Linked DNA regions of Mus musculus: regions 2, 3, 4, 5, 6 and 7 are each linked to region 1. The links are chromatin contacts, called in public HiChIP or PLAC-seq, capture Hi-C and promoter capture Hi-C maps. All regions are on one chromosome and are shown on one strand. Each heading gives the region's core, a stretch centred on a gene start, on an enhancer-like site or on the middle of the called end of the contact. The rest is flanking DNA. Distances are from core to core; before and after follow the strand shown. Region 1 holds the start of Prpf8 (pre-mRNA processing factor 8). Region 2 holds the start of Pigs (phosphatidylinositol glycan anchor biosynthesis, class S). Region 3 holds the start of Rskr (ribosomal protein S6 kinase related). Region 4 holds the start of 2610507B11Rik (RIKEN cDNA 2610507B11 gene). Region 5 holds the start of Supt6 (SPT6, histone chaperone and transcription elongation factor). Region 6 holds the start of Proca1 (protein interacting with cyclin A1). Region 7 holds the start of Nek8 (NIMA (never in mitosis gene a)-related expressed kinase 8).

Region 1 (4,009 bases), core at 400-2,899:
ATATAGACTCTCCTTGCAATACTTGGAAATGCTCTACAGTCAGCTACATCCTCAGTCCTGCTCCTATATTTTTTCCTAAGCTTCCTTCTAAGGTCTTTATTGGTTTATGATTTACACAGAACATTTTTTTTTCTTGTCTATAGCATGCGTTAGAGTGATCGTTGCCAGATAGAGGAAAGAGAAATGAGAGAAGAAGGTCGTTACCAGTGAAATTCCCCAGAGACATTTCTAAGTTTTCTAGGTTATCTCCTTTCCATCTCCCAAAGAAGCACGATTATTTGTTTTGATACAGTCTCTCTCTAGATCCTTGGCTGTGCTGTACTGGAACTTGCTATGTAGATTTGGCTGGCCTTGAAAACACAGAGATCACCTGCCTCTGCCTCTCAAGTTCTGGGATTACCATCATGGCTGGCAGGGTTTTTATTTTTATTCTTCAGTTAATTTTGTTGCTTGAAGCTCCAGGCATTAAATCTAGTACGTTACTTCTAATAATCAAGCATTAAGCTCAAAATCTGGCGCCCTGAAGTCAGATTACCATGCTATGCTTGCCAGTGCTCATCATGCTGTGTTACAAGAATCTTTAGGCGTTGGGAGAGACAGCTTAGGGGTTAAAAAGATTTACTGCTTTTGCAGGGGACCCAGGTTCCCAGCACCCAAGTGGTAGATCATACCTATCTCCATTCCAGGGGAGCTAATGTCTTCTTTTAATCTCCCTGGGTACCAGGCATGTCCGTGGTGGGCAGACATACATGAAGGCAAAACATTAATGATTCTTTGTTTTGTTTTGTTTTGTTTTGTTTTTGAGGTTTGGTAAACACTATATAGCCGAGGAAGAATTTGAATGTCTTTTTGAAAAAAAAATATTTTATGTATATGGGTTGTTTGGGTTGCATGTATGTATGTGCACCATGTGTGTTCTGTATCTACAGAGGGCAGAAGAGGGTTTTCAGATCCCCCTAGAATCAGAGTTTCGGACAGTCGTGAGGCACCATGTGCTGGGGATCACACCAGGTTCTCTAGAAGAACAGCTAAAGCTCTTAATCGTTTAGTCCTCTTTCCAGGACCAGACTTTGAATTTATGACTATTCTGCCTTTAACCTCCCGCCCCTCCACCCCCACCCCCCACCCCCCACCAGTGCTGAGATCCTACAGGTCTATGCATTGCCAGAAATGGAATGAACCAAGGGCCTCCTGTACAAACTGAAGTACATTCCCATCCCAGATCATCATACATTTTTGCCAGCCTTCCTTCTGCCTTGGATGGTCCAAGAGTTATTTGACTCTTTGGTACATAGTTACCACTATTAACAGTAATGTAATGAAGGAATAGAAGAACAAAGGATTCATTGAGTAGGAGTTAGTACTACATATCAGCTCTGAATTCATGAGAATAAATATAGGGGAAATGTGCAACGTACGCAAACTTATTAAAATTGTATGGCTTTGGCTTTTGAGGAACAATATCAATAGCCAATTAAATGTCAGATCTATTAGAGAGGGCTCCTAAACTGACTGGCAGAAGGCGGGGCGTGAGCCTACCCTGACCACACCCCTCGCCCTGAAATCCGCTTTTAGACCCGCCTCTCCGGCTCGGGCTGCAACGTCAATTGGAGATGTCGCTAATCCATCAGAGCATCTCGGCGTCTATTGGATGAGCTTCTGAGCCTGGTTGCGCACTTCCTGGAGTTGGGAACGCGGAGCGGACGTCGTCTTTCCGCCATTGCTCTGCGAGCCTAGCCGCTACCTGAGTGAGGGGCGACAGGTGGGTGGTGGGCGTCTGAGGCTGAGCGCAAGGTAATCGAGTGGGCCGAGCGGCCCGAGGAGCTGCGCCAGGCCCGGGTCCCGAGCGCTCAGCCCGGCTAGAGTGCAGGCCAGGGGGCTCCGGACGTGTTCCATCTGCCCCTTGTGGGCCCGGGCCTAGCTCATTAGTTTTGGCCTGCCTCTCTATCCCAGATTCTCCCGGCATGGCCGGAGTGTTTCCTTACCGAGGGCCGGGTAACCCGGTGCCCGGCCCTCTAGCCCCGCTGCCGGATTATATGTCAGAGGAGAAGCTGCAGGAGAAAGGTGAGAGGCGAACGGGAACGGCGTGCGCGGGCTCGAACGTGTAGGCGGGTTTCATTTCTTCCCTCCATAGGCAGGTCATCAGGGGTGTGCTTATTAGCAGTATTTACATTTTTAAAAATTGAGTCCAATCATTGAAAGTTTGGAAGTGCCTGTTATTTTGCAGGAGCTTATTGTGTACGTGTGTGTGTGTAAAATGCATCAATGACGATAAAACCTGTTTCCTTATAGGGTTTGCATTACTATGTAGGAATTAGACAACAACCCTCCCCAAAACATCTATAGCAAAAATATCAGGTGGTTTGGGGTAGTAAAATGGCAGGATACTTGGCAGTGAGTATTTCTCTTCACAGCATGCCGAGGGTTGCCCCAGGGCAAGAGTTAGGGATAATTAGGGTAAATGTGTGCAGCCCTTTAAGCTGAGGTGCTTTTCTAGCTCGAAAATGGCAGCAGTTGCAGGCCAAGCGATATGCAGAGAAGCGGAAATTTGGGTTTGTGGATGCTCAGAAGGAAGACATGCCACCAGAACATGTCAGGAAGATCATTCGAGACCATGGAGACATGACCAACAGGAAGTTCCGTCATGACAAAAGGGTCTATTTGGGGTGAGTAACATCCCAGGATAATATCATATGGAGTTTGACTTCTTTCCTTCCTCTGCCCCTTCATTGACAGTGCTGGATAGAGGGACTAGCATTTGGAATGTGACTTTTTAACTGAGACAGTTTCCCTGTGTGGGCATTTTTGCCCTGGATTTAGCTCTGTAGACCGGGCTGCCCTTTAACCGATAGGGATCCCCATGCCTCTGCCTCCAAAGAGCTGGGATTGAAGGCAGATGTCACCGTGTCCAGCATGGAACATGGCTCTAGGCTGTACATAGGATGACTGTAGGAGTAAGGCTAGGACCACTGGGATTCTGTGATAGTTTCCAGATCGTCTACCTATGCCATTGATTGTTTTGCTTTGCCCTGCTGGTGTTGTTGTAAAATGTCTGGTATTGTGGAACTGTTTGAAGCTCAAATTAAGACACTAGGCATTCTGGATGCCTCTTTGGTCACTATCATTCAGAGGTTTAGGATAGTTCATTCCTGGGGTCGCTCTTTTACTGTTAATTCTTCCACCTCAAGCTGCAGAGATTCTTAACATTCCATTTGGATACAAAAATTTGGCCTGTTAATTAATTGATGTGGGGGAAGCCTTGGAAGTTTTTTTGTTTTGTTTTGTTTTTGTTTTTTTTCCTTTTTAAAGATTTATTTAATTCATTTATATGAGTGTACTGTAGATGTCTTCAGACACACCAGAAGAGGGCATCAGATCCCATCACAAATGGTTGTAAGCCACCATGTGGGTGCTGGGAATTGAACTCAGGACCTTTGGAAGAGCAATCAGTGCTCTTAACTGCTGAGCCATCTTTCTAGCCCCACCTTGAGAGTTTTATTGCAAAAAATAATTTCTTAGCCAAAAAATAATTTCTTAGCCAGGCAGTGGTGGTGCACGCCTTGAATCCCAGCACTCGAGAGGCAGAAGCAGGCTGATTTCAGAGTTCAAGGCCAGCCTGGTCTACCGAGTGAGTTCCAAGACAGCCAGAGCTATATAGAGAAACTCTGTCTTGAAAAAACCATTAATAGAAATAACAATACATGATGTGAATAAAAGTACGACGGCAAAAAAAAAAAAAAAAGAAATAACAATAACAACAACTTCTTGCCGGGCAAGGTAATAGCATACGCCTGTAACCCCAGCACTTGGGAGTCTGATTACTTTGAGTTTGAGGATGGCCTGGTTTACAGAGTGAGTTCTATAACTGATAAGGCTGGACAGAGAAACTCTGTCCTAAAAAATAAAACATCAACAACAAAAATAACTTAAGCAGCCGTGGTAGTGTTTGCATGTAATCTCTGCCCTTAGCTGCAGAGGCAGGAGAATCATGGGCTTGAGGCCAGTTTGA
Region 2 (4,009 bases), core at 864-3,363, 2.8 Mb after region 1:
CGGAGCGGCAGCACAGTCCCTCTACATCGCCAACCATGCCTACTGAGGCACGCTGACTCTACCCACAGCCCTTGGCCTAGCAATGCACATCCCATTTTGCCTATAGTCACAGCCAGGGCCAAATAGCTATGCAGAACAGAGATATCTTTATCCAGCGCCAAGTCATCTCACATCTCACATGCCTTACATTGCTGTACCCGAGACCACAGGATGGGAGGGTAGAGATGCCCTCCCATGTTTGAAGATGGGGGGACTTTCTAGAAGTCAGAACAGAACATGTGGACCTTTTTCCTGTCTCCACCAGCCCTTACAGTTACCCTTGATGGTATAGTTTGTCCTTGGGCTCTGCTTGCTAATTTTCTCTCTTGGGATCAGGGGGACGTGAACTCCAGCCCTGACTCGTGCTCCTTATGCTCTGAGTACATAGCAAATAAATGAGAGCAAAACACAGCACACCGCTCTGTCTGTCTGTCTGTTGCACATACCAAAGTCTACCTCCATGTGTGCGACCTCTTGCTGATCCTATCTCAGAGCCCCTCTGATTGTGGTGGTGGTGGTGAGGTGAGATCTGAGTTTTCCTGAGCTTCAAGTTTTGTGGAGGAAGGGTTCACCTGGCTCACCATCCCTAGCTCAGGCTCCTACCTGCTGATTTCCAAAGCTGGAGTTGTTGTTAGAGGGCCTGGGGGTGGAGAGGAGGGTACAGGTCTTCCAGGGACTGACACATTAAAGGATCCAGCAGGATGAGAAACTCCATTTTGTGCAAGGCTCAAAGGGGACAAGCAGGGATCAGAGTGGGCCAGTTCTCCTCCATCTCTGAAGAATGTGCACTTAGGTCTTTTCCAATAAGGAAACCTTCCAAGCCTCGGGGCTACAGAGCTGAGTGTCTAGAAGCTTGCCAAGGGCTATGACCCACTTCCATGTAGAGAAGGGATTCATCGGAGGGTTCTGGACTTGTTAGAACTGATAGGGCTTTGTGGTGAATGATTACCCCTGGGCTAGAGTGTGAGGTAGGGTGACACTAGACAGATGTGCACTGGAAAAGTCATTGATGTTCTGCTCTGTGTGGCCTGACCTTATAATCAAAGCAGCTAACTCAGCAATTTCCATATGCTTCTGCCAGGCACTGTTCTTCTAACCATTATTATATGCATTAACACAGCTCTGTAAAGTAGGTACCATTGTACTTTTCATAGGAGGAAACAGGCTTCAAAGAGAGGCTGAGAGGCTATTTAGGATTCGAACAGCAGGCATTACTATATAGAGGCTGTGCTCAGGAATTTTTCAATGAAGCATCCTCAATCGCTCGAATTGGAATCGATTTTTAAATCCTAGTCTATAGTCTCGGCTAGTTGGGAGGCTGAGGTATCAGACATTAGGGACAGGATCACTTTAACCCTCTGGATCGTATAGGGAGATCTGTCTCAACATTAACTAAAATAAAATTAATCACATAGTAGCCAACCATGCTAAAAAGTTACCGTTTTGTCAGTTTTATCTTTAAGCTTTGAAGAGCTGGTGCTCTGAAGAAAAGACCTATGTTAGAAATGACATTAGGGGCTGGTGAGATGGCGCAGGGGGTAAGAGCACCCGACTGCTCTTCCAAAGGTCCGAAGTTCAAATCCCAGCAACCACATGGTGGCTCACAACCACCTGTAACAGAGATCTGATGCCCTCTTCTGGTACGTCTGAAGACAGCTACAGTGTACTCACATATAATAAATAAATAAATCTTTAAAAGAAGAAAAAAAAAAAAAAGAAATGACATTAGAAAACTTTTCGGGAGTCAGGTTCTTGATAAGCTCGACTTCATTTAAGTAAATATTCCCCTTCCGCTGAACGTGGTGGTGCATGTAATCCCCTGCATTGGAGAGGGCCCAGAGTCCGAGGCCAGCCTGGGCTACATGGAGATTATCGCCTTCTCTAAACTGGCGTTGTAGAGCTAAACAGTACCAGGTGCACTCAATGAAAAGCCAGGGTCAGATTGAAAGTGTAGCCGAGCGCGTACCCTCTCACGGGCTCCGCCTGCGCACTGGCGTGCGTCAGCAGTGTTGCTCGTGATTGGCAGCGGTCGCGCACCGTGGTCCCGCCCCCTCATTCTGGAGTTTCCGATTGGAGAAAGCTCATGAGGCCCCGCCCCATCGGCGACCTGGGCAGCCGGAAGGGACCATGGCGGCCGCAGGAGCTGCGGCCACGGACCTAGGTGCGGTGGATTTCAGGTGGAGGGCGCAGTGGGGAGGTCTCGCGGGCAGAATGTGTGGGTGGGGCGCGAGAAGCCTGACAGCTCCCTCCAGCCTGGGGTTGGGGGTCCGCCACGCGGGAGCGGCTTGCTCGGGGTTCCCGGCCGCCCGCACTCCTCCACGATCCCGGTGTGGCGGGCATCGCACCCTAGTTCCCGCGTCTTAGTCGGCCCTCTGTGCCCTCAGAGGTGGTCCGGGGCAAGCGTTCCGCGCTTTTCTTCGCCGCGGTGGCCATCCTTCTGGGACTGCCGCTCTGGTGGAAGACGACGGAGACTTACCGGGCCCCATTGCCTTACTCAGACATCAGTGGGCTGAATGCTCTGCTGGTGAGACTGGGTGGGGAGAACCGGGGCTGGGGGACCGGGGGGCAGCCCAGCTGTAAGGTGCAGACATTGCTAAAGACCCCGATGCCCCTCATCCCTCGCGCAGCTCCGGCTCATGGTGCCAGTCACAGTTGTGTTTACTCGGGACTCTGTGCCCCTGGACGACCAAGAGAAGCTACCTTTCACCGTTGTGCATGAGCGAGAGATCCCTCTGAAATGTGAGTTCCCATGAAGAGGTGTCAGGGCTGCTTTTTCCATCTGAGCCAGGCCCAAAACCCAGAGTTGGAATGCATAGGAGGGGCGAGGGCGACTCATAACTTACTTTAAAATGTTTTATTACATTTACTTAGTGTGCGCGCGCACATGTATGTTTGTGTGGATGTCTGTGCTGTGGAGCATCTTGTGGAGGTCAGAGGATCACTTGCGAAAGTCATTTCTCCTCCCACCATATGGGTCCTGGTCTTGGGGATCCAACTCAGGTCATCAGGCTTGGTATCAAGAGCCATCCGCCTGCTTCCCCCAAATCCTAAGAAAAGAGATCTCCTTTGGAATGTTCACTTGGGGGTTTGTGTTAGTCTAAAGTACAGTGCCTGTCCTTATGACAGTGATTTATGTCATACGGTAAATTATGCCACCTTATCCTTAGCAATTGATACCCATCAGTGCATAGGGAAAGCAGGTTGTAGCTGAAAGAAAACGGGAGTTTGAAGTTACATCGGATGTGTATTCAGACCTTTGTCATTTTAACATCACACACTGTATTGTTAGGCACTTTGTTAGGTACCAAGAACTTGAGGGTGAATAATAAATTGGTAATATTTTAAAGATGTTTATAGTTAACATCAGAAAGAAAGAAACTAGCAAAATACTGTAAGGCAGGAGGTTTGGTCTCGTGGTGGAGTCACGGGAGAGCCTGAACTCCATTCTCACCTGCCGGGGAGTAGAAAAAGGTGCAGAAGGGCTTGGGCAATGTGATTTTTGAGGTTGGGTGTTTCTGGCTTTTTGAGACAGGGTTTCTTTGGGTAGCCCTGGCTGTCCTGGGTCTTGCTGTGTAGACCAGACTTGCACCACACCTGGCAAGGACTCTGATCTTTATTGGATGCATAATCTCATGTTCAGTTTTGTTTTTTCATCAGTATTTTTTTTTTTTTTTTACTAAATGATTTAGGTTTTATTTCGGTTTCATGTGTTCTTTTTTTTTTTTTATTTTAAATTACGTATTTTCTTCAATTACATTTCCAATGCTATCCCAAAAGTACCCCCCCCCTACTCCCCTACCCGCCCATTCCCATTTTTTGGCCCTGGCATTCCCCTGTACTGGGGCATATAACGTTTGCCTGACCAATGGGCCTCTCTTTCCAGTGATGGCCGACTAGGTCATCTTTTGATACATATGCAGCTAGAGTCAAGAGCTCTGGGGTACTGGTTAGTTCATAATGTTGTTCCTCC
Region 3 (4,009 bases), core at 998-3,497, 2.8 Mb after region 1:
ACTGCTCTTCCGAAGGTCCAGAGTTCAAATCCCAGCAACCACATGGTGGCTCACAACCATCCGTAGCGAGATCTGACTCCCTCTTCTGGAGTGTCTGAAGACAGCTACAATGTACTTCCATATAATAAATAAATAAATCTTAAAAAAAAAAACAAAAAAAGAAACAAAAAGGTAAAAACATTTTAGTATGTTTAGATTTTTTAAATGGGTATTAATAGTTTCTGTGGACCTGGGTGGGTGTTGTTCCTTTGGTCTTAAGTCTTCTCCAGGACTGAGAGTGGAGTAATTTAGCATCTTGGGTTGCTCTGGTGGTTTTAGGGCTTATGCTCCTTTTCTGTCTTTCCCAGCACCCAGTTGATGATATTGACAAGATGAAAGAGCGAGCTGCCATGAACAACTCCTTCATATATATAAAAATCCCACAAGTTCCACTGTGTGTCAGTTATAAGGTATATTCCATCCCAGCACTTAGAGTAGGAAGGGGACTAAAGATTATAGACAGGGTGACAGTTGGGCTTCCTGTGAAAGTGGGCCATGGGTGACAAACCTGTCCTGCTTTCTGCAGGAGTCAGCCCCATCACCAGAATGGGAGGGAATTCAAATATGTCGGTTGCTGTTGTAGGAATTCTACTCAGAGTTCTGGCTTAGATTCAAAATGGCAGCTCTTTTCCCTCTTTCTCTTCCTGTTGCAGGGTGAGAAGAACAGTGTGGACTGGGGCGACCTTAACTTGGTGCTACCCTGTCTGGAGTACCACAACAACACGTGGACATGGCTGGACTTTGCCATGGCTGTCAAAAGGGACAGCCGAAAAGCTCTGGTTGCCCAGGTATCTCGCCAGGGCTCATGGCTGTTTCGTTAGCAGGGACTGGCAAGCACATTGCCTTTTTAAGAGCCTTCTCTTCTGTGCTGTATTAAGAGATGGCCAGGAAAGGGGCAGATAATGACTGATCTGTCCTTGTTTGTCCATGCCTTTGCCCTGGTATGCTAGTGACTCATTAATTTTGAGGGAATTAAGGGCTTCTACAACATCAGCTTTATGATGGTTCTGATTAGATTGTAAGCTTCTTACAAGCAGACTATTATCTATATACTTTGAAGTGCCCTTTTGTGTTTACATATAAGCTTAATAAATCTTTGAATTGGTTCACTTTAAATTGTACACCCCGTTTCACTAATTTTTCCTTTCCTTTTATTCCTTTCCACTGCCAGGTAATCAAAGAAAAACTAAGGCTGAAACCTGCAACGGGGTCTGAGGTCCGGGGAAAGCTAGAAACAAAGTGTGACCTGAACATGCAACAGCAGGAAGAAGAGAAAGCTCGGCTCCTCATTGGTTTAAGTGTGGGCGACAAGAACCCTGGCAAGAAGTCCATCTTCGGCAGGCGCAAGTGATGTGGAGACCCAAGTGACTACAGTATAGAATTGACTCTGGCTCAGGATCCAGGGACTTGAGGGTGGGCAGAGCTTCCCTTCATCCTGCAGGATTTGTGGGGCATATGGGAACTGAGAGACATTGTTCAACAGCTGGCCTGTCCCTGCAGGGCATGGTGGACAAAGCGCTGGGTTCCCTCTCATGGGATTAGACCCAGGGCCACAGGGGCAAGAAAACCAGAAGACCCAGGGATTGTGTCCAAGCCTAGTATCCTGCTCTTTCGGGGCAACAGAAAGGGTTGGGGGATAGTTTTGATCAAGTATGATAAATTTTTATAAAGATATATATATATAAAACATATATATATATTTCTAAATGTAATTGCTCTCCCTTTGTGCCAATAAGCTAAGGGAAGGAGTCTGATCCTCTGTGCCTCACTCCACTGCCTTGTTGTCTAAGAGGTGTTGGGTTTGGGGGATAAACTTCCCAGTCTGTGCTCACTTGGGAGGATGGCATTAGGAGCCAGGGCTGGCCATGGGTACCTTACTTTCCTCCCTGGGGTATGCCCAGGAGAATGGAGAAAAAAGAGATTTAAAGAAAAAATATTTTAAATTTGATGTTGGCCTTTTTTAATTGTATTGAGTAAAAGCGTTCAAGTTGTCTGTGTCCTTCCCTCCTCACTAACCCAACACATTTTTTAACTGCCCCAGTAATGACTGGTCTTGTCTTTCTCCTCTGCCTTGAAGTCTTACCACAATCACATATACTTCCCAGTTTGGGTATGATGCTGACCTAAAGCTGATGGGTCTGTGTACACTGGAAGAGGTGGGGCTCATGGGTAATGCAGCATCAGAGGGAGGAATTGCTTATGTAACTTGGACAACAGATTTAGCAGCGCGAAAAGAGGCAGAGGCTGGAAATGGGAGCAGTAAGCTGTCGGCAGGGACAACACACCCGGGTGTCTGCTCCTCAGAAGGTAGGGTATGGGGCTCTGGTATAGGCTCTGGCTGCCTATGGGAGGGAAATGAAAGATGTAGGGGCCTGAGGCTAGAAAGTGCCCAGTTAGGAGACTGTCACTGATATCCATTGTTGGGGTGGGCATAAAGGCTATAGAACTCACTTATGCACAGGTTGTATTCCTGTTTTGTTGTGAAAACATAAACCTGTTATTGTCATGGAGATTTTGAATTAAGTCAAGGAAATTTAGGTCACATCACAAAGCCTGGGAATTTTCCTTCCCTCTAGATAAGTGGTTGTCAGCATGTGTGTTGTGACTCCTTTCACACGGGTTACATTAGATATCCTGCATATCAGGTACTTATACTGCAGTTATGAAGTAACAGTTTTATGGTTGGGGGTCACCACAGCATTGGTTAAGACTAGAGGAAGGGGTGCCTGTTAAGATGGGCAGAACCTGCAGTGCTTCATGAGCAGGCTTAGAATGGCTCCCTTCTCAGCAGGGTGACAACATCCAGGGTCACTGGGTCCAAGGCTGGAAGAGCCTCTGGTGTGGTATGGGGACCATCAGGTCAGGTCTGGAAGAACTATGGGGACTACAGAGGCATCAGTGCCTACATCAGGAGCTGCTCCAGCCAGCCCCACTGCTACTAGAGAAGCCTCAGTCTGAGTGGCCAGTGCCTCAGTTCATCAGCCTCTTTCTACCAGAGTTTCCCGTGAGGCCTGTTAGGGAGCAGCAGGAGCTGAAGGTAGGTCACCATAGCCCCTGGGAAGTGTCTGTTTTAGGGAGGAATCTACAAACAACCAGTCTCAGTTTCCCTCTTCTTTGTTCAGATTTTAGGCCTTGTGGCTAAAGGTTCGTTTGGAACTGTCCTGAAAGTGCTAGATTGTGCCCAGAAAGCTGTATTTGCAGTGAAGGTAGGAAGTCAAGCGATGTAGCTTACTCAGTAGATCCTGTTTACAATCTTTAGTTCCAGAGATTAGGGGGAACAAGTTAAAATAGCATGATTTTCATGAGTTACCATGCCTCTACACTTATAGGTGGTGCCCAAAGTAAAAGTTCTACAGCGGGATACGCTGAGGCAGTGCAAAGAAGAGGTTAGCATCCAGGTATGCAGAGTTCTGAAAGCATGGCTGGAGACCTGAATTTGTTGGAGAAAGTACCTTTTTCCAACTTACCTGGTTTTCTTGGGTCTACCTTCCCTGTATGTGTCCGTCCTGGAGTAGATAGCACCAAAGTAAATCCTGAGAAAAGTAGTTATTAGCTGAGGACAAGCTCCAAGTTCTGCCAGGGGACTCTACAGTGTATCGTGGTGTGCTCCTAAGCAGTGTGCTGGCTCCAAGGTTTTCCAAGAGTCCTAAATGAGTTCTGAATCAGAAGGTGAAGCAGCAGTTCACTTCTACACAAGGCAACATGTGATTTCTTAGCTGCCTTTATCATCAAGAAGCTTGTTTTCCTAACTTGCTGTTTTCTTTGTCCATAGCGACAGATCAACCATCCTTTTGTACACAGTTTGGGGGACAGCTGGCAGGGGAAACAACACCTCTTTATTAGTGAGTGACTGAGCTTTGTCTTCACCCCCAAAGATCCATATACTGCCCTCCCCACCTGACATTATTCTGCCTTTGTTTGGCTCCACTCCTCATAACATTTCTATATTCCAAAAGAGGGAAACAGATGG
Region 4 (4,009 bases), core at 525-3,024, 2.8 Mb after region 1:
TTTTTTTATTATATGTAAGTACACTGTAGCTGTCTTCAGACACTCCAGAAGAGGGAGTCAGATCTCATTATGGATGGTTGTGAGCCACCATGGGATTTGAACTCCGGACCTTTGGAAGAACAGTGGGGTGCTCTTACCCACTGAGCCATCTCACCAGCCCCCCCAATACCAGTTCTTGAGTCCTGGTGAGCCTGATTCTGGTCTCGCCTTAGTTACATTGTTACTCTGCCACCCCTGCTGCATGCAGAGAGACCCCCAAAAGATGAATTCCAGTATGGAAATGTGTTGTGATGCCTCATTGACTTGAATTGAGTTCTTAGATCCTACCTGAACACTGAGAAACCACACTTGAACAAAAAGCTACAGATTTTGAAGATGAACCGGTGTGTGTAGTTTAGAGGATAGTTTGTGGATTTTGAGGATGGAAATCAATTCCTCGGGCCAGCAAGTGCCTTTACCTATAGATCCATCTCACAGGCCTTGAAGTTGTTATTTGAAGAGGCCAATCAAAAAAATCTGGAAGAATTATATGCAGATTAGGATCTGAGAACCAAGAACACAAAATACTTCATAATACCTTGGAACCATCTGGATTTCTTTATCTGGTACTGTGTTTATCTGGTACTGTGTTAGTAAGTCATTAGTCAGACACTGACTCATGAGAATAAGCATAACAGACCTTATCTACTTCCTTCATTTAACAATGAAGAATGCAAAATTCACTCTGGCTTGATTTGACCTTGAACTCTGTATTTCATGTAATTAAAATTGCTTCCCAGATAATCTGTAAAGGGTAAAACAATATTCACTATTTCTATATTTCACCCTGTTCTGGGTGGTGCTATACACAATCGCACAAACCTAAAAATACAGAATGGCTCTCCCCATGAAGGATGTTAGAAGATACTATCTGGCCCAGGCATGGTGACACATGCCTTTAATCCTAGCACTTGGGAGGCAGAGGCAGGCAGATTTCTGAGTTCGAGGCCAGCCTGGTCTACAGAGGGCTACACAGAGAAACCCTGTCTCAAAAAAAAAAAAAAAAAAAAAAAAAAGATAAGAAGATACTATCTGGAACAGTATTCAGACAGTAAACAAAGTTGGTTTCCTTGTGGGGTGAGATGATAGATAGCTGAGGTCTTTGAATTACCTCTTAATTTTCTCTGTAATCTTTTCAGACAGGATCACTTATGACCTACAGACACATAACTTTTGTTGTTGTTGTTTTGTTTTTTTGAGACAGGGTTTCTCTTTATAGCCCTAGCTGTCCTGGAACTCACTTTGTAGACCAGGCTGGCCTCAAACTCAGAAATCCGCCTGCCTCTGCCTCCTGAGTGCTGGGATTAAAGGCCTGCACCACCACGCCCGGCACCAGCCAGGCCGGCTCTTAATGGCCTAGGGAATGCGTTTTGGAAGTGGAACCTCAAAGTGGTAGAAACGACCCATCCTGGTCACCGCCCGGCGAGCTCGTGCGGACTCCGATCCCCCGCCCTCAGCGCGAACCCGGAGCTCCGCGGCGTGCCGCGCAGGCTGCGCTCTAGGTGTAGCGCGCAGGACCGCGCGTTCGCGGTCCGCCCCGCCCTCCCTCTCCAGAGCCACGCCTCCACTCCGCGCAAGCCGCTGGTCGGCCCTCAGGGCTCGCGCACGCGCGCGCGGGTTGGGGCGGGTCGGGGCGGGTCGGGGCGGGTCGTGGAGGGAGCCAGCCGGCTGGTCCACGAGCCGCCGGGGCGGGGACACGCGCGCGCGCACTAACGCTTCCTCGCCGTGCGTGTGCGTGCGCGGCCGAAGCCCGCCGCGGCGCTGTGCGGTTCCGGCGTCAGGGCCCGGCATGGCGGGGGTCGGGGCCAGGCCGGGCCGGACCCGGACCTAAATGCCTCTATTTCTCTCCGCGCTGTTGGTCTTGCTGCTGGTTGCGCTTAGCGCACTCTTCCTAGGCCGGTGAGGGGATTCTAGCCACAGGGTCGGGGGGGTCGAGGAAGACCGGCTGGAGGAGGCGCGGGTTGGTCGGGCGCCTTAGGCGGAGGGGGCGCGAGCAGGAGGGGGCGCTCAGCCGAGGCGAGGGGAAGCGAGGTGGGGGCAGGGGCGCTGAAGCATCTGGCTGGACCCGAAGCAATGTCCAGTCCGGGAACCGAATGTTTGCGTGTGAGGGAGGGGGCCTCCCTCGGTGGTCTCCCTTTCCTGCCCCGTTCGCCTCCGTGTCCTCTTCCCAGATTGCGAAGGGCACCTGCAGCCGCGCCCTGCAGAGAGGTCGGGAGGACTGGCTGGCTAGAGCAGAGCGGTGTTTGAGCAGTTCCGAGAGTGACCTCTGCCTTCTCGGAAACGGCTGCAGGGTGGGGACGCAGACAGGGACCCTCTAAGGAGTGTGCGATGACGTATTTAACACGACTGCCTTCACTTTGCCTTTTGAGGACCTCTTTTTACTTTGGGTTCCTAAAGATTTGAGGGTTTCTTTGTTTATTCTTTCTTTCTTTCTTTTTTTTTTTTTTTTTTTTTTTTTTTGACCTCTTTTAGAGGGTGAGTTTCGTTTGCCTAGTTTTGTTTGAATTTAGGGGCCCGTAGTTCTGGTTGTTGTGCCTAAATGAGTATGACTAGAGAAATATTTTAGGAAAATCGTAAAGTTCCTAAGAAAAATCCGGCTTCAGGATACCACCCCTTGCAAGGCCTTTCTAGAATCAAAAAGGGTAGAGGGTCTTATAATCCAACTGTTTTTTTTCTGCAGGTGGCTTGTGGTCCGGTTGGCCACCAGGTGGTGTCAGCGCAAGTTGCAGGCAGAGCTAAAGATTGGCTCCTTCCGATTTTTTTGGATCCAGAATGTCAGTCTTAAGTTTCAGCAGCACCAGCAGACGGTGGTGAGTTCCGGGAATTGCAGAGAGAAAGAGAGAGAGAGAGAGAGAGGAGAAGGGCGGGAGTGTGTGGTGTGTGTGTTGGTTTGGAGGGGGTTTCAAACTTTAGCTTCCTCCATGGGTAGTTTTCCTAGTTAACTCCACCCTTGTTGTTGTTGTTTTTGTTGTTGTTATTATTATTATTGTCAAGAGGATCTTAGGAGCTACTTGGAGGACTCTGCAATAGATGCCAGTTGTTTCAAGTGTTTATGGGACTAGATCTGGTGGTATAAACCTGTAATTCTTGTTTCTCAAGAGGCCGAAGCAAGAGAATTATAAATTCAAGCTCTGCCTAGGCAACTTAGTGAGTGCTTCTCTCAAAATTAAAATGAGCTGGAATAGTGGTTCAGTGGTAGAGCCTGGTATCTGCTGGGTCCTCTTTAGTATCTAGTACCAAACTAATGACACAGAGTATCCAGGGTATGGAAGAAAGATATGGAAGTAAACAGAGAAAGATTACAGGAAACAGCAAACTCACTGTTCTAATTTAAGAGAGGAAATAGGGTGGCAACTTGTTCATAAAAAGAGAACTGCTAAGCAAATTCAGCTAACATCATCATGAGGAGCAGGATAGCCACGTTGATCAGAGAAACCAGGGAAAGAGGATTTGTCGGGAGGACCAATAGAACTCCCTTCTCCTGGGACTCAGGACCTTTGCTGGTTCATAAACCTGCCCATCATTGATTTCCTAGCAACCAGGTACACGGCTGTCTTTACTGTCATTTTAGGAAATTGACAACTTGTGGATTTCCAGCAAACTCCTTAGCCATGATCTGCCGTGAGTACTCTGTGTCCTTACTCTGCCCTTGAGGAATATTTTGAGGTTGAGTTTTGACAATAAAATTCTTCTACGGAGACATTTTAGTCGAGGTGGGAGGGACGTTCTTGCTGGAGTCTCCTATTAGTCCAAGTGCTGTTTTGTGAGACATGCTGAAAACAACTTCCTCTGTTATTTGAGCTATTATGGGACTGGGAGAGGGTGTGAGGGAGGGAAGGAAATTGCTCTGAAAGGGATGGACCAGATGATAATGAGGCTTCTCTTCTGGGCAGAAACTATGTGGCATTGTGCTTTGGAGAAGTGCGCATCAGGACAGATCTACAGAAGGTTTCTAGCCTGTCTGCCCCAT
Region 5 (4,009 bases), core at 457-2,956, 2.8 Mb after region 1:
TTGGGAGGCAGAGGCAGGCGGATTTCTGAGTTCGAGGCCAGCCTGGTCTACAGAGTCAGTTTCAGGACAGCCAGGGCTATACAGAGAAACCCTGTCTTGAAAAAAATAAAAACAACAAAAAATACTTTACCAATCTAATCTAGTCTAATCTAATAGTCACACAAGCCAACCAAATAAAATAAGCCTGTAGTGGTGGGACACTAGGCATGGAGAGGGGCTCTAAACTCGTGGTTGAAGGGAGAGCTGTTTTTGAGACAGGGTCTACAAATGCAACCAAAACGTAAATTCCATGATCCTCCTGGCTCAGCTTCTCCATTGTTGCTATAATTGTTTTGTAACTAAAACACTGAAGACTCACAAACTGTGAGTGTTCAACAATAGAACTAAACTTTTTCTCCCCAAAATTAATTAAATTCAACGACTTCCACACATTGTAGCATACTTCAATGCTGGGGAGGGGGACCAGGCTCCTCCCTTCCTACAGGTTTATGGGCAGTTAACGGTTGCTAGGGGGGAGGGGCTCATCATGAGATCCCACCAACCCTAAGGATCGATAGTAATTCATGGTTGCTGGGGGAGGGGAACATTTTCTTTAGGGTTGTAGCCCAGGCTTCTCTGAATACTTCTTCACCCATGTACTTGTAAACCACCATAAATTAACTAATTGAGGCATACACACACACACACACACACACACACAAATTAATGAAAGTAATAAGTAATGGAGGATTCTGAAGAAGGGGAGCAGCGGGAATGGAGTGGGGCGGGATGAAAAACAAATTACCCTATGACCTTTGTATTACCGTGTCTTTTCATGTAATTATTACAGGAGACCCGCCTCCTAAAGGAAAACAGAAATCGATTCTTTCTGTAATACAGAGGAACTGCTTTACTTAAGATACTCGAGTACCTGATGTCAAACAATACACATTTCTGATTTAACAACCAATTCTAATATTTATGATAGGTCTTTGGCAAGTGTTCGAGGAAATGAATTATACAAGATGGAAGGCTCCAGGTACTTAAGTATAAACTCGCATCTTTAGAAAGGATTAAGGGACTTGCCCATATGTGGAAAAAAAACCGTATAATTACTCAACATTTTGTAAAGAGCTAACATTCAGCACAGTACACCCGCCTCATGGCTGAACTCTCGAAAGCTCAGCAGGACCCAAACGCCGGACTAATTAATCCGATCACCTGATGCCAAGTAAAGAAACCCTTAGGTCTCTCTTCTAGTCCCAATTTTTTGCGTGGCCCAGATTCCAGACGCCGCGGAGAAGATGGGATCCCAGAAAGCCTGTTGATTCAAGAGGTAACCCCAGGTCACAGGTTCCGGGTGGTACCGCGTGGAGAAAGGGCTGGAGACTCTGAGCAATCACGGTACTTTCCTGTCCTTTTCCCCCCTGGCAGATCAGGGAAAGCCAGGGCCCCCTTCCTTCCCGCAGTGGGGCACCCCAAAGCTTCTTCCCTTACGGGACCAGGCCCCAGGAGTCTGGCTCGCCACCTGCGCACCCACACACGCAACACACTCTCCAGGCTGAGCGTTACCTGCTTGAAGGCCGCTGCTTCTCCGCTACGCTAAGCTCCCACCGAAGAAAATGGAGTCGCCGATCAGAGACTGCAAAAGGATAGTCCGGACCCACCGCAAGGGCCCTCCGCAGCCGCCGCCACCACCACCACCACCGTCGCCGCTGCTGCGTTAACGTAGTACGTCACCTCCGGCTCTCTGTCACTGGGAGTGGGAGGGTCATTTCCTGCTGTCTTTTCCCCTCCGGCGTCTAGGGCTTTGGTTCCGAGTCCGCGAACGCCTAAGGAACGCAGCCGCCACAGAGCACCCAGTACAAAGTGAGGTCCCGAAGGCCTCCCGGGCCAGCGTGTTCTTTAAGCCGCTCTCGCCAAAGGAACCATAAAGATTCAGGTTAAGGAGTCTTCTCTTCCATCTTGGCGTAGTTCTACCCTCGGCTTCCGGTTCCGGGGACGGGCCTAATTTTCTTGGATGATTAGTTCTCTCGGATCTAGGATGGCTGTCTTGTCGCTTCTGTTGTTGGGTGGTTTGTGGAGCGCTGTGGGAGCGTCCAACATGGCTGTCGTTACTTGCGGCTCCGTGGTGAAGCTACTCAATACACGCCACAATGTCCGACTGCATTCTCACGACGTGCGCTATGGGTCAGGTACAGAGGGGGACTCACCGCTCTGGGTGGGCTGCCTAGGCCGGGTGAGCCTAGAAGGGGCGGGGCCTCGGAGTCTGAGGGCGTGGTCTGGGAAAGTTAGCCGTGCCCTATTTCTTGAAGAGGACGACGAGTTGCCAAGGAAACTTAGTCCTAATGTTAGTTTCTGTTTGATGAGCTGTGGGCCAAACGTGTTACATATATACTTTCCGGTTTTTAACATTGTATTGAGGACAGATACTAAAGTTATTTTCTTAGGTGAGTAAATAGACCTAGAGATATTGCTCAAAGCCAGCTAGTGAATGATGGAGACAGGGTTTAATCCAAATCTGTGCAGGTTCAAAATCTTTCAGATTCCATGGGCTGCCACTATTTTGTGCTGGAGAGAGGAGCATTTAGAGCAAGACAACATAAGCTGAATCTCAGATTTTAAATGTCACCTATTTTTAGCTCATATTTTTTGACACTCTAACTTAGCAATAACTTTCTTGTAAAGAATTTAAGCATTGACAGACATTGCAGAGGAAAGTCTGTTTTTTATCATGTGCAATTAAAATACTCACTTATTCGTGGGCTCATTCATTTGGCCTAGATTTAAAGAGCACTTTTAGTGTGTCTCGTATTGTTCTAGATACAGGAAATACAGTAGTGAATCAAACAATAAAACAAGACTAATGGGCAGGCGTGGTGGCCTAGGTCTGTAATTGTAGCACTCAAAAGGTTGAAGCAGGATTGTAACTTCAAGATCAGCCTAGCCTATATAGTGGGGGCTGTCTCAAAACAACAGAAGTTCAAAGGCTGGTAATTACTTCAGTGTTAGAGTATTTGCCGAGCATACGGAAAGCTTCTGCCCCCACACTGGAGGAAATAAAGTCATGAAGTTCGACAGGAGGTGTACTTGTGATATAATTTGAATGATTGATGATGCTATTTGCTAGAAAGGAAGTGACCTTCTAAGATGGTTAGTCTGTTCACAACTCTCAGAACCTGTCTTACCAGTTTAGTCCAGGGAGTATGTAGTCTTTACATTCCTAACCACCTCATTCAGTAAACACCTACTCAGGCTTACTACATTCTTTTTTTTTTTTTTTTTCTTTTTCTCGAGACAGGGTTTCTCTGTGTAGCCCTGGCTGTCCTGGAACTCACTTTGTAGACCAGGCTGGCCTCGAACTCAGAAATCCGCCTGCTGCTGCCTCCCAAGTGCTGGGATTAAAGGCATGCGCCACCACTGCCCGGCAGTTTTACTACGTTTTAATTTAATGTTTCCTGCTCTGGCTCTACTAAATAAAAATGGAGTTAGGCTGGGCGGTGGTGGTAGAGCAGGAGGCATTTAGTCTTAATATTCTGGAGGCAGAGAGAGGCAGGATCTCTGAAGACAGCCACTCTACCTAGAGAATTTCAGACCAGCCAGTGCTACACAGTGAGACACTGCCTCAACAAACAAAAATCCAAATTAGCAGTCGGGTGGTGGTGGGCCATTCCTTTAATCCCAACACTTAGGAAGCAGAGGCAGGTGGATCTCTTTGAATTTCAGGTCAGCCTGGTCTACAGAGTGAGTTCCAAGACAGCTAGGACTACACAGAGAAACCCTGTCTCGATAAAAAAATAAAAATCAAAAAATCAAAATCATTTAAACGAAGAACTTGGATTAGCCCTCTTGGGGGATGGGTTTGTGCATCATCTATTCAGATGCTAATTTCTATGCTTCTCTTTAACTGCAGTCCAGAAGTTGGCCAGGTTAAGCACTTCCAGTTTCAGTGTTATGCAAAAATTGTTATCCGTCACCTCTGATTGGTTAATAAAGAGCTGATTCAGCCAATGACTGAGCAGAGGAGAGA
Region 6 (4,009 bases), core at 612-3,111, 2.7 Mb after region 1:
CAGAAGCAGAAATGACTCAAAGACGGCTGCATCACCGAAAGCCACTCCAGTATGAGTGACAGTTTATGAAAGCTGGAAATGAGGAGCACACTGCACAGCCTGCGGACAACTGGGCAGATCAGAGGGGCTTCCAGCCAGCTCAGCTTGTCTGAGAGTGTCTCTCAAGCAGTCCTGACTGCTTAAATATGCTTGGGGGAGAAGGGGTCTAGTACACCTGCTCAGTTTCAGGGATTTCCTGAAGCCTTTGAGTTGTTTACTTCCTGAGCTTAAGGAACTTTCCTGAAGGGGAGAATGTTTGATCTCCCTGCAGAACCGGCTGTGTGACCTTTCTATCATGAAACACTCAGAATTCTGAATAGGACTTTGGGTTATGATCCTCCCCAGAAATCCTTCACTGCACTTTCTGTACTACAGGAGCCAGGCCACTGGTACAGACACTTCTGGCTCAGTCCCAAGTCCTGTAACCAACACATATGACATCATTAACAACAGGGTCTTACCATTCAGTTTTGGAATGTTGCTGACAGCAGTGGTAAATAGCCCTATTGTTCTAGAGGCTTCCCTGACCAGCAACTCTAAGGAAGTAATCCACCCTTACTACTAGGGGGTTATATTTATTTATTTTTGAAACAGGGTTTCATGGTCAGCCCCAGGTGACCTGAAACTCAGAGATCTGCCTGCCTCTGCCTCCCAACAAAGGCACACAGGCCCATGCCACCACATCCGGCTTTCTCCCCTACCCCCCCCCCTCTTTTTTTTTTTTGAGTCCTGATCTTGGCTCTCCTGGAGCTCACGATGAAAATCAAGCTGGCCTCGAACTCAGAGATCTACCTGCAAGTGTGTGGATTAAAGGCAAACATCACCATGGCCAGCCTATCCTCTGCTTTTTGAGGTACACCTATTCTGGCTTTGGAAGCTGATTGGAGGTAAACTGAGAGATGTGACGTGAGGGATATCTGTGAAGCAGCTCTCATTCATTCACATCGTCTTGTACAGAGTTGGTTAACCCAGTGTGCATGTGAGAAGTCACCTCAATACTCAGTTCTCCCAGGGGCCTGCCCGAATGTGTAGTCCCATGAGGTGCATGTATAGGACAGTTGCACATATACTTTTTTGTTTTGTTTTGTTTTTGTTTTTCGAGACTGGGTTTCTCTGTGTAGCCCTGGCTGTCCTGGAACTCTCTCTGTAGACCAGGCTGGCCTCGAACTCAGAAATCAGCCTGCCTCTGCCTCCCGAGTTGCTGGGATTAAAGGCGTGCGCCACCACCACCCCGCACACATGTACTTCTTATGTTAGATCTGTGTAGACTTTTGGCGTCATCGTGTGTGATATACGAGTGAAGTGTGGACGCTGTGTTTGAGCAACGTGAAGGTTTCCTACTGGGATGGAGTTACCACGAATGTAAGTCACCTTACTTTCTCAACAGGAAAATAGGGCACTGTGGGGCCTAGGGATTGGGAGGAAATCTGAAGGGTAGATCTGAGGGGGATGGGTCTGGCGATCCGGGGTTAGGGGGCTTTAGGGTGTACTATACACAGTGGAGGAGGGACTTGTCACCAAGGAGACGCAAAGCCAGGATACCTGCAAGGACATACGTTCATGAAGATTGGTCCCTGGCTAACCTCCAGAAGGCGTGGCGGTCCTGGTGCTAGAGCTTGAATTTGGAAGGGGCGGGGCCAGCAACTGTTGTGGGCGGGGCTCTGGGCTAGAGTTTTCTAGAAGCAGGGACCAGCAAGGTGCTAAGTATGGGACTGAGTGCTGGGTCTGTAAGGTAAAGGTAAAAGCCCGTACTGGCGTTAAGGGTGTGACGAAGGGACTGGAAGGAGCTGGAGATCCCGGATGAAGAACCCGACTGACGCTTAGACCCGGGCTGGAAGACCTGAGGGGGGGAGGCGGGCGGGGGGTTGGGCAAGCATGAGGCGGAGCTAGGGGCTGGACTGGAGCTTACAGCTGGGCCGAGGGCTCGACCAAGCTGAGGTTCAACGTTGAACTCTGCGAGGTAGGGTCCTGTGGAAGAACTGGGCTGACAGCGATGTGGGTCAGGACGACAATAACGGTTAAAAGATGGACTGAGGAAAGGTCTGGCCGCAAAATTGAGAGAACCGAGAGAACTGGTAAGGGGCGGGGCAGAAGGATGGGGGCGTGGCTGGGCGTGGCTCTGGAAGTTTGCTTGACTTGGCTTCCTCCCGACCCAGGCTCAGCTCTTGAGCATTAGGCTGCAACCTCTGGCCTGGGCTACCGCCCCAAAGGCGCTAGGGTTCGGTAGAACCCTTGGCCCAATGCTCATCTGGGCTCCAGGGCTGGGCGGCCAGTTCCATTGACCTTGAGGGTGGGAAAGCGTCTGAGTATTCCACAAGTGACATCATAATCACCTCCAAGTGCCTAGCTAGGAGACATTTCCCAGAACAGGGCTCACTGGCCTCTCTTGCACTCTCCTCTCTCTCTCTCTCTCTCTCTCTCTCTCTCTCTCGCTCTCGCTCTCTCGCTCTCTCGCTCGCTCTCTTTCTCTCTCTCTCTCTCTCTCTCGCTCTCTCGCTCTCTCGCTCTCTCGCTCTCTCGCTCGCTCTCTCGCGCTCTCTCGCTCTCGCTCTCTCTTCCTTTTTCTTTCTTTCTTCCCTCCACACACCTTTTGTTTTGTTTTGTTTTGTTTTTTCGTTTTTTTTCGGGACATGGTTTCTCTGTATAGTCTTGGCTGTCCTGGAACTCACTCTGTAGACCAGGCTGGCCTTGAACTCAGAAATCCCCCCTGCCTCTGCCTCCCAAGTGCTGGGACTAAAGGCATGCGCCACCACTGACCGGCTTTTTTTTTTTTTTTTTTGTCCCTCCACACACATTCTTTTGGCTGCTCTAGTGCCTGTCCTCTGGGCCTCAAAGGAAGGGAGGGGTTTTGCAGGATAAGGAGGATCCTCTACAAATAAATGTGCATTTTGAGTTAGGTCCCTGCTACCTGTCCCAACGAAGAGACCACATGCTTTTCTCTTCCTTTCAAGCTATTACCATCTTCATTCTGCCACAGGAGCTCTGGACCGACTGCCTTGATCACCGCTCCCCTCTGTCCTCTTTGGACAAAGAGGCAGACTATCTCTCCAAATCCCACTTCTCGTTGATCCTTCCTGTTTTCCCTCCCAAACAGCTGATGTTGTCAACATCTATTAGGAGTATTAGTGGAAGGCAAACAGGCTTCAGCCTTGCATAAAGCCTGCTAGAGTGACAGGAGGAAAGGAGTCCAGTGCAGTTTGAGCCTGGCCTAGGCACAGGCCTTTACTGGAATAGCTTTAGGATTTGAGCGCCACAGGGGAGGCCCTGCATCAAGATCAAAGAAAGGAAATCAGAAGTGAGGAATCCGCAAGGTGGGGATTAAAAGCAAATGTTTTGGGGGTGACAACTGGATAAGGCAGGAGCTGAATCTAGTTTCAGGGCTTGGCCTTGGAGCTGTGGCATAGGGTACTTAGCTTAGGATATGTGTCTCCTTAGCCAGCAAGGCACACTGGCTTGGGAGCCAAGAAGACCAGCTTTTCTGCCTCTGCTGTCACCTTTCATCCTGAGCAAATTACTTAGTCACTCTGGGTCAGGGTCCCTCAATAAACAATTTAGAATCAAAGTCATACTTTAAAAGCCCACCGTAGGGTCCAGCATTGTGAAAGTGTATATCCTGGGAGATTATCTCCCCCATTACAGCTCACAGGAGTGCTAGGAGCTGGGCTTCCAGCTTACATGTAAGAGTGCTTGCTTAGCGTGTGTGAGGCCCTGGAGCTGACTCCTAGACACTTCCTCCAAAACAGCCCCAGTCAAAATAAATAAAGTAAGCAGAATGGCTCATGTCAGTCATTCCTGTACTTGGGAGGCTAAGGCAGGATTTACCATAAATTCAAGGCCAGCCTTGGGCTATATGAGGAATTCTAGGCCAGCCTATGGCTTTGTGAGATAGTCTCGAAAATAAATATATAAAAAGATAAAACACAGTACCCAGGTTTGAACCTGGCATTTATGTATTTCCAAGGGACATTGA
Region 7 (4,009 bases), core at 709-3,208, 2.7 Mb after region 1:
AGAGGCCAGGCTGACCTTGAACTTGCTCTGAAGCATACACATTTAGCTAAAGACCTTAAACTCCCTATCCACCAGCTTCTACCTCCACCATTCCTGCTGAGATTCCAGGCATGGACCACCATATCGCATTCAGCTTTCAAATTCTTCCCTGGTTTGTGGCGTAGCTCTGTGATACCGTGAATTCAATAGCTAGCACAAACAAGAACAAAACCCTCTCGCCTTTATACTTTAAATCAACTCAACCTCTTTCTCTGGTTTACAAGATCATAATCTGGTCCCCACCCTCCATGACAACCACATTCCTTACCTTGCTCACCACATTCCAACTACAGGAGTCTTTTTCTCAGTTTCTTGACTGCTATAACATTTTTCCCATGTGAGGGTCTTTGCAAATGCTACTTCATCTACCAGAAGGACTCTACCTGGCCCTCATTTCTTCAGATCTTTTGGTTTGGCTTTGATGTTGCTGATGTTGTTTTGTCAAAACAAGAGTTTCTCAGTGTAGTCCTGGCTGTCCTGGAACTTGCTCTGTAGACCAGGCGGGCCTCAAACTCAGACTTTTGCCTGCCTCTGCCTCACAAGTGCTGGAATTAAAGGTGTGTGCCACCAAGCCAGGCTCAGTTCTTCAAGTCTTGACCTTCCACCTCATCTGGACTCCTTAAGTTCCTGCTGTTGATAACTGCTCAAACTTCATTAACTGTTTTAACAATGTCTTGCTTGTTGGATCACCTTCCTGTGGGCTATATTACCTTCCTTGGTGAACTTCTTAAGTTCCCTTTTGGTTTAGAAATTAAACCCAAGTACGCTAGGCAGGAGCTCTACCACTGATATTCACCCTCAGTCCCTCTTTTCTTTTTCTAAAATTTGAGAAGGGTAGCACTAAGTTGCCTAGACTGGTTTTAAGCTAGTTATGTAGTTCAGGCCTGTCCAGAGTATACCATAAAAACTGCTTTTCTGCCGGGCGTGGTGGCGCACGCCTTTAATCCCAGCACTCGGGAGGCAGAGGCAGGCGGATTTCTGAGTTCGAGGCCACCCTGGTCTACAGAGTGAGTTCCAGGACAGCCAGGGCTATACAGAGAAACCCTGTCTCGAAAAACCAAAAAAAAAAAAAAAAAAAAAAAAAAAAAAAACTGCTTTTCTTTTCTTTTTTAAAGATTTGTTATATCTAAGTACATTGTAGCTATTTTTAGACACACCAGAAGAGGGCGTCAGATCTCATTATACAGATGGTTGTGAGCCACCATGTGGTTGCTGAGATTTGAACTCAGGACCTTTTGGAGAGCAGTCTGTGCTCTTAACCATCTCTTCAGCTCTTGCTTGTCTTTTCTTTTGGAGACAATCTCTATGTAGTCCAGGTTGGCCTCGAATTCACAGCAATGCTCCTACATCTGCTCCCAAGTACTGAAATGACAAGCGTGTACCACCCCACCTGGTGCACGGTCTCTTACTGTTGATAACTGCTCAAACTTCATTAACTGTTTTAACAATATCTTGTTTGTTTGGATCAACTACCTATGGGCTATGTTCGTAAAGGGGAAGTACCTCGCCTGTTTTGGTCATAACTGTAAACTCCGGGCAGTCTGACCTGTGCAGTTTACGCTTATTATCAGTTGAAGCAAAGAATAACCAATCTACAGGGAAAAACTATCTTCCAAGGGCACAGGCTGGTCTGGAGGGCGTGGTTTGGCTGTGGGCGGGGCCTCCCGCCTAAACCTAAGGACCGGATGCCTGGGCGGGGCATCCCATAGTGGTGCTCTGGCTTCGGGGCGGAGCCAACAGGGCCACGATTTCTTGGTCAGAATTAGGGCCCTAATTTCTCCCTTAGCATTTCCTCCCCAGCGCCCTGGCTCACCCGAAGGCACCTCTTCCCACCACTCGGATCCGCTCGTACTTCTCCATCTCATTTCTCAGTTACGCTTCTGGAATCCCGGTGCGGCGCGTGCGCGGACCCTCCCATCTGGGAGCTCCTCCTCCTTGCTGTAAAACTTTTGCAGGGCGGAGCCGGCGAAACGGGGGCGTCTGTCGAGTCCGGCGTCTTTCTCTGACTTTGAACTCAACCTAGAGGCTAAGTCGTGTTTCCCCAACGAGGGATCAGAGAATAGTCGTTCTGGGTTTCTTGACGAGTCCCTCAGTGCTCAGAACCGTACCAGCCACATCGCACACGCGTGACTTGGGCATAGGTAGTTAGACTGGAGCGATAAGGCGCCCACTTATGTTGCCCGGCAAAAAAACAAGATTGTTCTTTCAGAGGTCTAATGCGAGTGGAATGCGAAGATCGATACAGTCCCCACTGTCCGGGACGAGTTGGCACTACCTCAGAAAGATAAAGGGATTCTCATGATTGGCACGTAAAGTATAAACCACCAAAACCGAGCCGGTCTGTGTGGGGAGAGGAGCGGCGTTATTTGGTGTTTGCCGAGGGAGGGACCGGGAAAACCCCAGTTGGACAAACTGATTCACCTGAAGAGTACATGACGTGGTCTCTTGGTTGTAACAACTACTGAGCACAGTGCTCTCGGTTTCTCAGAATCCGCACAAAACGCTGCCGTAGGGGGACTCGGAGCTTTACTCAAAACTTATAGCGTCGCGGTAGGGGGAAACCCAGAGAAGGTTCTATGCTTCTGTCCAGAAATAGTGGGCTGGTTGGTATCGCTGCTAGGGTTTCGACCAGGATGAATGAAATCCTGACTTCTTCATGACGCCTGCAGCTCTAAGGGAGTTATAAAATGTCAGTATTCAGGAGGTGGTCCTTAGCTAACAACGTTCCTATTTCTCAGTGGGCGAGAGAAGGGTTGTTTATTTTTTGTCCCTGCCCCGCCCCAAACTAGCCTACGTGGAGGGAACCTGTGGTCACTGGCTCAGGCCGGAGTTGGCTGGGGAAGCAAAGAGGGAGTGCTGGGGTAAAACGCTCACACAAAACATTACATCGTGCTATCACTTAGTAACCGAATGGGCCTTGAGTGACCCTGGGGACCTCTGGGAGTTAATGTGTAACCCTGGAACCATCAGGGAAGGCAGCAAATACCCAAAAGGCATAGGTGCCTGGGAGTCTGAGCTTGGGCTTTTGCCCCTCAACATCTTGAAACACCGTTCTCCTAGTCCCCACTTTTTGCCCTCGTTGTCCACTTCCACCTCCCAAAGGCACACTCCCTTCATTCAGCACCGCCTCTGGGTTGCTCCTTTTCTCCTGGTCTGCCGATCCCGCTCCGCAGAGCAACTGCCTTACTCTCTGGAGTGGAGGCGGGCTTGGATCCCGCATCACAGTGAGGACAGACTGACACCTAGTGGCCAGAAGCCGCATCTACTCCAGGCCGCTGCCCTGGAGAGAGGGTCACCCCAGCTGTCTGGGCAAATCGGCAGCCTTCCCCGCCCCAGCCTCCAAGGAGCCAGAAGAGGGTTGGGACTGTCTGAGGGAGGACTGTGACAACCGCTGTGTTCCAGGAGCCCAAGAACGATGGGGAGAAGTGTGGTGATGGTGGGTGACTCAACAGTTCCTAAGCACCACTCGTGCGGGGCGCGGGAGAAGCAGGTAAACACGTCGATCCCGGTCCAAGAGAGGAATCGAGTCTGGGCGGAGCCGTGGTCTGAGGCGGCGCTCCTGAGCCCCCGGGTTTAGCGTTCAGCAGCCCGGTCTGTGCGACGGTCCCGCCCAGCTCTGCCCTGAAAGAGTTGAGAGAGGAGCGTTCTCGCAGAACCTGCCCAGGGTGTAGGAGCTGGTGGCGGCAGAGAAAGTCGGGAAGTGGGCTAGTGGGGCCGTACGCACGAGGGCGGCCGAGGACGCCTTCGGATGTCGGGAGGCGCCAGACAGGGTGCCTCGGCAACGATGGCGAGGACAGCCCCTTCGCGCTCGAAGTCGGCCGATTCCGGGCGGGGCCCTGGGGGACACCGGCCTCGCGCCCTCCTCGCGGCAGAGGCGCCCGAGGGGCGGGGGCAGGCGGCGGGGCGGGGCGGGGGCGAGGGCGGCAGGGGCGGGCAGAGGCCTCACTGGGAACGCGGGGAGGAGCGAAGG

The links. Promoter capture Hi-C pulls out the DNA fragments that hold promoters and counts their contacts. HiChIP or PLAC-seq counts read pairs in DNA pulled down with a chosen protein or histone mark. Capture Hi-C pulls out chosen DNA fragments and counts their contacts.
Region 2: a contact with region 1 is called in a promoter capture Hi-C map of embryonic stem cells, with 5 times the contacts expected there. The contact joins the promoter of Pigs here to the promoter of Prpf8 in region 1. A contact is called at or near these places in 1 of 39 promoter capture datasets (embryonic stem cells) and 1 of 9 other capture datasets (liver).
Region 3: a contact with region 1 is called in a promoter capture Hi-C map of embryonic stem cells, with 8 times the contacts expected there. The contact joins the promoter of Rskr here to the promoter of Prpf8 in region 1. A contact is called at or near these places in 4 of 39 promoter capture datasets (cranial neural crest, embryonic stem cells, hippocampal neurons and 1 more) and 2 of 484 Hi-C or Micro-C datasets (both in embryonic stem cells).
Region 4: a contact with region 1 is called in a promoter capture Hi-C map of embryonic stem cells, with 5 times the contacts expected there. The contact joins the promoter of 2610507B11Rik here to the promoter of Prpf8 in region 1. A contact is called at or near these places in 5 of 39 promoter capture datasets (cranial neural crest, embryonic stem cells and liver), 4 of 484 Hi-C or Micro-C datasets (all in embryonic stem cells) and 1 of 115 datasets of contacts at active chromatin or transcription factors (embryonic stem cells).
Region 5: a contact with region 1 is called in a capture Hi-C map of embryonic stem cells, with 12 times the contacts expected there. The contact joins the promoter of Supt6 here to the promoter of Prpf8 in region 1. A contact is called at or near these places in 5 of 39 promoter capture datasets (embryonic stem cells and liver) and 1 of 9 other capture datasets (embryonic stem cells).
Region 6: a contact with region 1 is called in a promoter capture Hi-C map of embryonic stem cells, with 5 times the contacts expected there. The contact joins the promoter of Proca1 here to the promoter of Prpf8 in region 1. A contact is called at or near these places in 2 of 39 promoter capture datasets (embryonic stem cells and liver).
Region 7: an H3K27ac HiChIP or PLAC-seq map of embryonic stem cells shows a contact between it and region 1, with 4 times the contacts expected there. The contact joins the promoter of Nek8 here to the promoter of Prpf8 in region 1. A contact is called at or near these places in 1 of 39 promoter capture datasets (liver) and 1 of 115 datasets of contacts at active chromatin or transcription factors (embryonic stem cells).

Annotation. Positions count from the first base shown.
Region 1 is chr11:75,485,128-75,489,136 of GRCm38.p6, forward strand. It overlaps Prpf8 (pre-mRNA processing factor 8), which reads left to right and starts at 1,650. Exons shown (of 42, transcript NM_138659.2): 1 at 1,650-2,064; 2 at 2,498-2,666. The coding sequence starts at 1,965.
Region 2 is chr11:78,326,309-78,330,317 of GRCm38.p6, forward strand. It overlaps Pigs (phosphatidylinositol glycan anchor biosynthesis, class S), which reads left to right and starts at 2,114. Exons shown (of 12, transcript NM_201406.1): 1 at 2,114-2,200; 2 at 2,424-2,563; 3 at 2,667-2,778. The coding sequence starts at 2,167. It overlaps Aldoc (aldolase C, fructose-bisphosphate), which reads left to right. Exons shown (of 9, transcript NM_001303423.1): 9 at 1-1,473. The coding sequence ends at 46.
Region 3 is chr11:78,288,594-78,292,602 of GRCm38.p6, forward strand. Rskr (ribosomal protein S6 kinase related) reads left to right here and starts at 2,248. Exons shown (of 12, transcript NM_001287206.1): 1 at 2,248-2,346; 2 at 2,831-3,076; 3 at 3,162-3,245; 4 at 3,369-3,437; 5 at 3,812-3,881. The coding sequence starts at 2,290. It overlaps 2610507B11Rik (RIKEN cDNA 2610507B11 gene), which reads left to right. Exons shown (of 39, transcript NM_001002004.2): 37 at 348-449; 38 at 693-827; 39 at 1,211-2,032. The coding sequence ends at 1,390.
Region 4 is chr11:78,259,980-78,263,988 of GRCm38.p6, forward strand. It overlaps 2610507B11Rik (RIKEN cDNA 2610507B11 gene), which reads left to right and starts at 1,775. Exons shown (of 39, transcript NM_001002004.2): 1 at 1,775-1,938; 2 at 2,720-2,849; 3 at 3,611-3,660; 4 at 3,933-4,009. The coding sequence starts at 1,871.
Region 5 is chr11:78,243,997-78,248,005 of GRCm38.p6, forward strand. Supt6 (SPT6, histone chaperone and transcription elongation factor) reads right to left here and starts at 1,707. Exons shown (of 37, transcript NM_009297.2): 1 at 1,552-1,707. It overlaps Sdf2 (stromal cell derived factor 2), which reads left to right and starts at 1,750. Exons shown (of 3, transcript NM_009143.3): 1 at 1,750-2,174. The coding sequence starts at 2,000.
Region 6 is chr11:78,192,841-78,196,849 of GRCm38.p6, forward strand. Proca1 (protein interacting with cyclin A1) reads left to right here and starts at 1,862. Exons shown (of 4, transcript NM_001368876.1): 1 at 1,862-2,114. The coding sequence starts at 2,033.
Region 7 is chr11:78,174,708-78,178,716 of GRCm38.p6, forward strand. Nek8 (NIMA (never in mitosis gene a)-related expressed kinase 8) reads right to left here and starts at 1,959. Exons shown (of 15, transcript NM_080849.3): 1 at 1,853-1,959. The coding sequence starts at 1,899. Tlcd1 (TLC domain containing 1) reads left to right here and starts at 3,951. Exons shown (of 4, transcript NM_026708.2): 1 at 3,951-4,009.